2 separate regions of the Mus musculus genome follow, and region 1 is linked to region 2. A link is a contact called in public HiChIP or PLAC-seq data. All regions are on one chromosome and are shown on one strand. Each heading gives the region's core, a stretch centred on a gene start, on an enhancer-like site or on the middle of the called end of the contact. The rest is flanking DNA. Distances are from core to core; before and after follow the strand shown.

The links. HiChIP or PLAC-seq counts read pairs in DNA pulled down with a chosen protein or histone mark.
Region 1: a contact with region 2 is called in an H3K27ac HiChIP or PLAC-seq map of extraembryonic endoderm stem cells. The contact joins two enhancer-like sites. A contact is called at or near these places in 1 of 39 promoter capture datasets (cranial neural crest), 1 of 484 Hi-C or Micro-C datasets (nephron progenitors), 9 of 115 datasets of contacts at active chromatin or transcription factors (the NIH/3T3 cell line, craniofacial prominence, embryonic forebrain and 6 more) and 2 of 9 other capture datasets (adipose tissue and liver).

Annotation. Positions count from the first base shown.
Region 1 is chr11:55,426,461-55,430,737 of GRCm38.p6, forward strand. No RefSeq gene overlaps it. Among named protein-coding and RNA genes, the nearest start is that of Sparc, 8.5 kb to the left of the region's middle. Within about 2 kb of position 1,986, at least 180 of the 459 cell types and tissues checked have an H3K27ac peak or open chromatin away from gene starts, as enhancers often do. A contact at or near this core is called in extraembryonic endoderm stem cells, where this site is marked.
Region 2 is chr11:55,224,441-55,228,466 of GRCm38.p6, forward strand. It overlaps Slc36a1 (solute carrier family 36 (proton/amino acid symporter), member 1), which reads left to right. Exons shown (of 11, transcript NM_153139.4): 8 at 515-613; 9 at 1,526-1,692; 10 at 3,747-3,916. Among named protein-coding and RNA genes, the nearest start is that of Slc36a1, 22 kb to the left of the region's middle. Within about 2 kb of position 2,436, at least 2 of the 459 cell types and tissues checked have an H3K27ac peak or open chromatin away from gene starts, as enhancers often do. A contact at or near this core is called in extraembryonic endoderm stem cells, where this site is marked.

The sequences.
Region 1 (4,277 bases), core at 736-3,235, 200 kb after region 2:
CTTCCCTGTGCAGCCACCGGCGTGGAGTTCTGGGATCACGCCCTGCAGCCTGGGGTTAAAACAGCCCGCCGCCTTCTTCTCACTCCAAGACTCGTCCCTCCTCCTTCCTGTCCTTCTTAGTCTTTGATTTCTGTTTGCTTTTACCATTTTAATTTATTATCGTTATATTTCTTTAGAGGCAGGGTTCTATAGCGCTCTTTTAGAGGTACAAGGGTAACTAGTGTGAGTTGGCTCTCTTTTTACCACTCAGGTCCCAGGAATCAAACTTAGGTTGCCAGCCTTGGTGGCAAGCACCTTCACTTGCTCTGCCATCTGACTGTTTTCTCAGCCTTTAGGAAGAGCGCTGGATGAGAAGCTGAGAGACCCGAGCGCCTCACTGGTCAGAATAACATGGGCAGGCCACTTCCAGCCTCTGACCTTAGTTTTCTCATATTGAAGATGAGAGTGTCAGTTTCATTCAGACTTTGTCAACACTAGGAAACGAGGGCCAAGGTAATAACCCCAGCTCCGTCTTTCCTTTGTGTCCCCAGTGGTGGTTGTCACTTTGCTATTTTAATTGTAAATGGGAGTCTACAGCCAATATGGTGTCTGAAAACAATCAAACCCTTTAGAAATGCCTTTACCCCTTAGAAGGTACTGTTCTTTTAGATAGGGTTTCACTATGTAGGTAGCCTTGACTGACCTGGAACTTGCTACATAAAAAAGGTTGGCCTAACCAGTACCCCCAGAGCTCGTGCCTCTAGCTGCATATGTAGCAGAAGATGGCCTAGTTGGTCATCATTGGGAAGAGAGGCCCCTTGGTCTTGCAAACTTTATATGCCCCAGTACAGGGGAAACACCAGGGCAAAGAAGTGGGAGTGGGTGGGTAGGGGAGCAGTGGATGGGAGGGTATAGGGGACTTTCGGGATAGCATTTGAAATGTAAATGAAGTAAATACCTAATAAAAAAATGGAAAAAGAAGAAGAAGAAGAAGAAGAAGAAGAAGAAGAAGAAGAAGAAGGAGAAGGAGAAGGAGAAGGAGAAGGAGAAGGAGAAGGAGAAGGAGAAGGAGAAGGAGAAGGAGAAGGAGAAGGAGAAGGAGAAAAGGTTGGCTTCAACCTTCAACATTAGAGATCTGCCTTCCTCTGCCTCCCAAATTCTGGGGACAAAGGTTGTGACACCACACTTATCTCAGAAGTGTCTTTTTCTTTTCTTTCTTTTCTTTCTTTCTTTCTTTCTTTCTTTCTTTCTTTCTTTCTTTCTTTCTTTCTTTCTTTCTTCCTTCCTTCCTTCCTTCCTTCCTTTCTCTCTCTCTCTTTCTTTCCTTCTTTCTTTCTTTTCTTTTTTAGATTTATTTATTTATTATATGTACGTACACTGTAGCTGTCTTCAGACACCCCAGAAGAGGGCATCAGATCTCGTTATGGATGGCTGTGAGCCACCATATGGTTGCTGGAATTTGAACTCAGGACCTTCGGAGGAGCAGTCAGTGCTCTTAACCACTGAGCCATCTCTCCAGCCCCCATGTCTTTCTATAAAAGGATTGAAGATTGAACCCAGAGCTTTGAGCGTGCTAGCCAAGTGATCTTCCACCAGGATATACTCTCAGCCATCTTTCAGATTTTTAAAGTCAATGTTTGCCTTTCTTCCTTTTTGTCTGTCTGTCTGTCTCTCTCTCTCTCTCATCCTGAATCCCTCAGTCAGTGCTCAGTGGGCGTCTCCGCTGGCAGAGCTCTGAGATTCTTTACCTCACGGCCCCAAAACTCTCAGAGATCTGGATCGTCGTCTCCGGAGTGGCCTTTTGCTTGCCACATGGCCTAAGATTCCAGAACAGTGAGTGATCCTGGATGCTGGCCAGATTCTAGCCTGATATCCCATCTGGTCCCAGGCTGTCTCCAGCCCCTCCCCTCCCCCACTGAGGGCCCGCCTCCCTAGCCCCATCCCCAGTTGAGTTATTCTCCTGATTCAGACATTTTTTCAGTGTGAAATCACCTCCGCTCCAGCTAGCTGAAGCCGGGAGCAAGCCGCTGCCCACTGCAGTGGCTCTAAGCCCTCCCTTCCACTGCCACGTCCCCACACCCTCCTCTCCTCCAGGCCCTCAGAATTTCCCTTAGATTTCTTCCAGCTTTACAGAGAAACCCAGAGAGGCCACAGCAAGCGGGGTGGAGCCCTGTTTATTTCACCCATAGCTCCTGCTACAGACCCTGGGCATAGTCCACCCCTGAGTGAGGCTATCAGTAGAATTTGTTAAATCAAGGCAGAGACAGAGTGAAAGTCCCAGAAAGTGAAGAGAAGAGACACAGGCAGAGATGCATCGAAGTGGAGAGACAGAAAGACCTAACCTACACCATAGACAAAGAGGCAGAGCATGATAGTGGTCAAAGGTCGATCCAGTGACCTCTAAACTGGACTGAAGAATGGTTCCCGGCTTATTCAGGCACTATCTTTGCTTAGTGGTTATCTTTGCTGAATTTGTTGTTCACTACTGATTATGGCCCCGATTCTAAAGTTACTTGTTAACCCATTGATTTCCGTCCAGTGATACAAAAGTCACCGGAGATTACAATCTGACTTCTTTGTTTGACACTAACCAATATCTCATATGACCTAACAGCATCGGCTTTCCCAGCATTGGATCATTCACTCACTGCCTATCTGCACACAGGCTCTCCTAGAATTCCCTTGGAACCAAATATATTATTTGGTAGTTTCTCCTCCTCCCCCTCCCCCTTCCCTCTTCCTCCCCTTCTCCTCCTCCTCCTTCTTTGTGAAGTAATAATAATAACAACAGCAATAATAACAATAATACTTTCTGAGAGAGAATCTGTTGTAGCCTAGGCCAGTCTTCAGTTCTCTCTCTTTTTTTTTTTTCCGAGACAGGGTTTCTCTGTGTAGCCTTGGCTGTCCTGGAACTCACTCTGTAGACCAGGCTGGCCTCGAACTCAGAGATCCGCCTGCCTCTGCCTCCCGAGTGCTGATATCAAAGGTGTGTGCCACTACATCTGGCTTTCAGTTCTCTTTGTAGCCCAGGATGATTTTGATTTCCTGATTCTCCTGCCTCTACCTCCCAAGTGCTAGAAGTAAAGGTGTGAATTGCTCTGCTCTGCTCTGGCCAGCATCTCTACAGGAGACGGTGTCCCCCAAAGCTGAAAAAACAAACAAACAAACAAACAAATAAACAAGCAAAACCCTTCCTACTAAGCTAGTCTTACATCTGTGGTGGTCTGTTGGGGGACCCTACAGTGGCCTACACTTGAAAGCCTGAGGCAGGAGACTGGAAGCGCAACATAAATAAAGGCAGAGGAATTGAGGCCTTGACAACCCTAAGTAGAAAACTTGTGAGACACACACACACATACACACACATGCACGCACATGCACACGCACACACATACGCACACACCTATGCACAAATGCACATGCACTTATTTAAAAATGTAATAACAACTTAAAAGTAGCAATAAATGAGATTGGAGAGAACAACTCAGTGACACAGTATGAGCTTAGCTGGGAAATTGGTCTCCTGCTTTTCCAGAGCTGAGGATCGAACCCAGGACCTTGCCTTTTCTAGGCAGGCACGCTCCCATTGAGTTAAACCTCCAATCTCAGAGAAGTGTCTTGAGGGCAGGGACAGGGTTGCTACATCTAAGCCTCTGGTGCTCTCTGCATCTGACCCTGACACCCAGAAGTGCTGCTTATTTATGTAAGAGGCAGGAAGTTAGAGGGGACAGAGAAGAGGCAAAGACAGAGATGGCCATCCAGACACACAACAGGGACAGACCCTCTGACCTTTTGGGACTGATGTTTGAGACCAGGGAGACAGAAAGTCAAAGAGAGTAAGGATGGAGACCCTCCAGAGTAACCCAGGGCTTAGCCAGAGGCAAGCTGTTTCTCTTCAAGAGAGAGAAACTCAGCTTCTCTCTCCAGGTCCTCAAAGCCCAGTGTAGCCTGGCCCCAGCCCACACACCTCAAAGGCCCATCCGCTTGGTTCTACTGTTACTCTAACTAGGTCTTCACAGACAAGTCGCCCTTCCTCTTCTCAACCCAGCTTTGCTGATGTTGAGACAGGGTTTCAACAAGTAGCCCACGTACCCTCTAACTTCCAACCCTCCTAATCTTGGAAAGACTCATGGTAGTCAGCCCCCAGCCCCGACATACCATTTCTATTCTCCTACCCTGAGCTATTGTCTTCGTAGCACCCATCACAAAGACACAATTATCTCTTACGTTTATTGACTGTTACTCCCTCTCAGAATCTGGACCATTGTCTGCCTTAGTAACCAGGGTGATCTTTCTTG
Region 2 (4,026 bases), core at 1,186-3,685:
GACAGGAGCCATGAAGACTACATGAGGGTGTCTGATCCCCCTGCAGTCATGTAACAGTATGGGAATTTAGTCTTCTGCAAGAGCAGTGTGTGTTCCTAACAGCCGAGCTGCCCCACCCTAGGCTCTGACTTTCATGCTTCAATTATATTCATTTTGCTACCTTCCCTCAGCGTTTCTCGGCATTCTTCTCATGTGCCTCTTGATAAAGTGCTCAGTTTCTTTTATCTCTTGAGTTTCTTTTATATCAAATGTCTGGGGATGCTATCACCGAGTGCAAGAGCATGAAGCTTTATGCAGGCATCAGCATGTGAGAGGTTTATGGTATATTGGGCAGATCTTTATCCAAAACAAGTAGAGACTTCCCAACCCAAGGAGAGAAAAAGGCCGACTGTCTCCATCTTATCTGTCAGCTTCTTCTTATTTGGAAGTCTTGGATTTAGGAGAAGTTGTGCTCTGACTGGTGCTCCAAAGCTCAAATCTCTAAATAGCCCTTGGCTTTGTTCATCTTTTCCAGAGGATCCCAGACCCCAGCCACCTCCCCTTGGTGGCTCCATGGAAGACCTACCCTCTGTTCTTTGGCACAGCGATTTTTGCTTTTGAAGGCATTGGAGTGGTAAGAAGGGTACTGTGGCTTGGGCCTGAGTGCTCCCTGTGGACCTGAGTGCTCCCTGCCACCCAATGTCCTCACTGACTCTGCTTTAGTGCTCGGGAAACCCCAACATGGCCTGTGCCCATGGTCACAGCACTCAGGAGGTGGGTGAGGGTGTATCCCGTGTCTAGGCTGTCACTGGCTACAGCTAATTTGAGGCCAACCAGGTATATAAGACTCTTCCCACCCCCACCCCCCAAACACAATTAAAGAAGGGAAGTTCACACTTGGGAAAATTGGCTGGAGGCTGCGATCTCAGATCAGGGGTCAAGAGTCCTGCTGGGGGCCATACTGTTGAGAGGGTGAAGGGCACTCCCATCCCTTGACAAGCTGACAGAAGACAGAGGGAATTCCAGTCCACCCTCTCCTCACTATGGATTAAACGGTGGGCTCTGAAGCCCCTTGTATGCACGAGAGTGCAGCTGTTGATAGAGTAGCTGATTTCACTGTGCACTAAAGGAAAGTATACTTGGTGGTCTGGCAATAGAGAGTCTATTTTCTTTTATGATCCTGTGTGTGTGTGCATGTGTTCACGTGTGCATGCATGTATGTGCTTTTGTGTGTGTGTGCATGCATGTATGTGTGCTTGTGTGTTTGGAGGAGATGACGTCTCTCACTGAACCTAGAATTCTCAGTTTCAGTTTCAGTGGGTTCCATTGGTAGCCAGTCCTCCCACCCCAAGCCACCTCTGCTAGGTGCTGTGCTTACAGATGCATGCCACCACACCTGGCTTTTTTTGTGGGTTGTAGGCATCTCATATGTGCATAGCAAGTACCTCAGTGGCAGAGCCGTCTCCCCAGGCCCCTGACAGTGTTATTTTTGTCATGTGTTCACGTCTTTCTCACATGCTCTCCTTCCCTTACTACTTTTTTGTAGGTTCTACCCCTTGAGAACAAAATGAAGGACTCACAGAAATTTCCATTGATTCTGTATTTGGGGATGGCTATCATCACTGTACTCTACATCAGCCTGGGGAGCCTGGGGTACCTGCAATTTGGAGCTAATATCAAGGGCAGCATCACCCTCAACCTGCCCAACTGCTGGTATGTGGAGGGACTGGAAACTTCCAGAAGGCGACAGGTCACGATGTGGCTTTTTCTTGTCACTTGGCTACCCTGAGCTTGTGATCTTACAGCAGCTTGTACTGAATTTATGTGTGAATCTTGCACCTGTTAAGACATTTCTCCTGTGAAATACTAAGCCCAGAAGGGCTGAGTATCCAGTGTGTGTGTGCCTAAAGCCATTCCAGACTCGTGTGATTGGAGGGAGGTCTGCCTGGTCAGTCACAGGTGTGCCATGCAAGTGGGAGTGTCTCACCCTGGACTGTTGGGAGTCCTTCATCAAGTGTCTTTCCCAGTGGACATGCTCTGGGGAATCACTTGAGACCCACAGAAGTGCCTGGATGTCACAGAACATGTACTGATCAGTCTCTGTTTGGAAGACCAAAACCTCATTGTAAAGAGCGTCTCTTTGCCCATACTGAGAACCTGGTTAATGCCCAGGGTCCTAGAGCAGCCTCCCTTCCCATCCAGCTATTGTATTGCACTCTGAATGGTGAGACTTTGGGGAAGACAAATTGAGAAAACTGTTGGCTCACTGGAGTCAGTGTGTAGTATAGGATCCCTAATCAGCAGGCGTCGGAAGACAAAGCTCATTGCATCTCCAGCCAAGTGGGCTACCACACAGCCAGCCCACACCGTCTGACCCCGTTGAGCAGCTGTCTTCCCTCTGGTACCTAGTCCAGCTGAGCTCAGGTCCCTGCTGCGCTCCTGTGTGCATGAGGTTACCTGGGTGTCTCCTGACTCTAGATTTAGCAGCTCTCTGGAGGTCTCAGGGGCTTAACTCAGAGCACCACCAGCGGAAGGGTGTTTTGTTTTGTTTTGTTTTGTTTTGTCTTGTTTTTCCCTCAAAGAGTTATTGTCTGTACTTAGCAAGAGAGACAGGAAAAGACCCCCCCTCAGCCCCCCCGCTTCCCCAGTGTTCTTGCAGCTTAAGAATCTTATCTGGGTGTTTAGCTCAACTACACAATAAGATATTTCAGTCAGTCCCAAGAGTGGTCAGTGTCTCTCACTGTCGTATGCGCAGGTCTTGATGAGGTGGCATTCTGCTGAAGAGAGTGGCCTTTCCTGTGTACTGAGTCAGGTCAGAAAGCTCTGGGTTCCTGCTCTAGGGGCAAGTTGCAGTACCCCACGGCATGTCAGTGGCCTCCTGGGGGAGTCTCGGGGATCTGTGGTAAAAGGCAGCCCCTTTGGGATGAGGAGGGGCCTGTGCACAGGGCAGAGTCCAGATACAGAAGGTATAAGGAGAACATTTTACCATACCCTGGGCACAGTTTACATATTCGGAGTGTGTAAGAGTGTGTGTTTGGTAGGGGACAGAGGGCTTGCTTCCTTCCTTCCTTCCTTCCTTCCTTCCTTCCTTCCTTCCTTCCTTCCTTCCTTCCTTTCCTTCCTTTCTTTCTCTCTCTCTTTCTCTCTCTCTTTTTTCCTTCCTTCCTTCCTTCCTTCCTTCCTTCCTTCCTTCCTTCCTTCCTTCCTTCCTTCCTTCCTTCCTTTCGTATGTTTGTTTGTTTTTAGAAAAAAGTTCTCCTGTAGTTCTCCTGTAGCTGGTCTGAAATTCAGTATGTAGCAGAGGCTGACCTTGAACTCTTCCCGTCTCCCTCTCCAGAGTGCTAGTGTTATGCTGTGCCTGGCTCATGTCTTCATTGTGAAGAGCTACACAGGGGCACTGAGACTTATTTAGCTAGTTTTCTATGAATTAACATTTCATTTTTGTAGCCTTCCCTTGCATAAAAGCTATGGAGAACTTTTTCTTTTTAATTAATTTGCATTGTGTGTGTGTGAGTGAGTGGGAGATCTCTTCAGAGAGAGAGAGAGAGAGAGAGAGAGAGAGAGAGAGAGAGAGAGAGAGAGAGAGAGAGAGAGAGAAATTGGGGCAGGGGGAAGAGAGAGAGCCAGCATAAGACTTATCAGTCTGAAGACTGTGCGGGTGGGTTGGTGATCTTTCCGGCTGTCTCCAGGGTACAGGGGCGGGTTTGGGCTCTGTCAGGGCTGTCGGAGTGCACCATCAGTCTCCTGAGAGCACCCACTCTCTGCAGGTTGTACCAGTCGGTGAAGCTGCTGTACTCCATAGGCATCTTCTTCACCTATGCCCTCCAGTTCTATGTCGCAGCTGAGATCATCATCCCGGCCATTGTGTCCCGAGTGCCTGAGCATTTCGAGCTGATGGTGGACCTTTGTGTGCGCACCGCCATGGTCTGTGTGACATGTGAGTAGAAGAGATTATTTCTGCATTTCCTTAAAGGTTAGAGGACATCTGGATTGTCCCCAGTGAGAGCCTGGCACACAGACACGCTACTAGAGTTGAGGCATAAACCA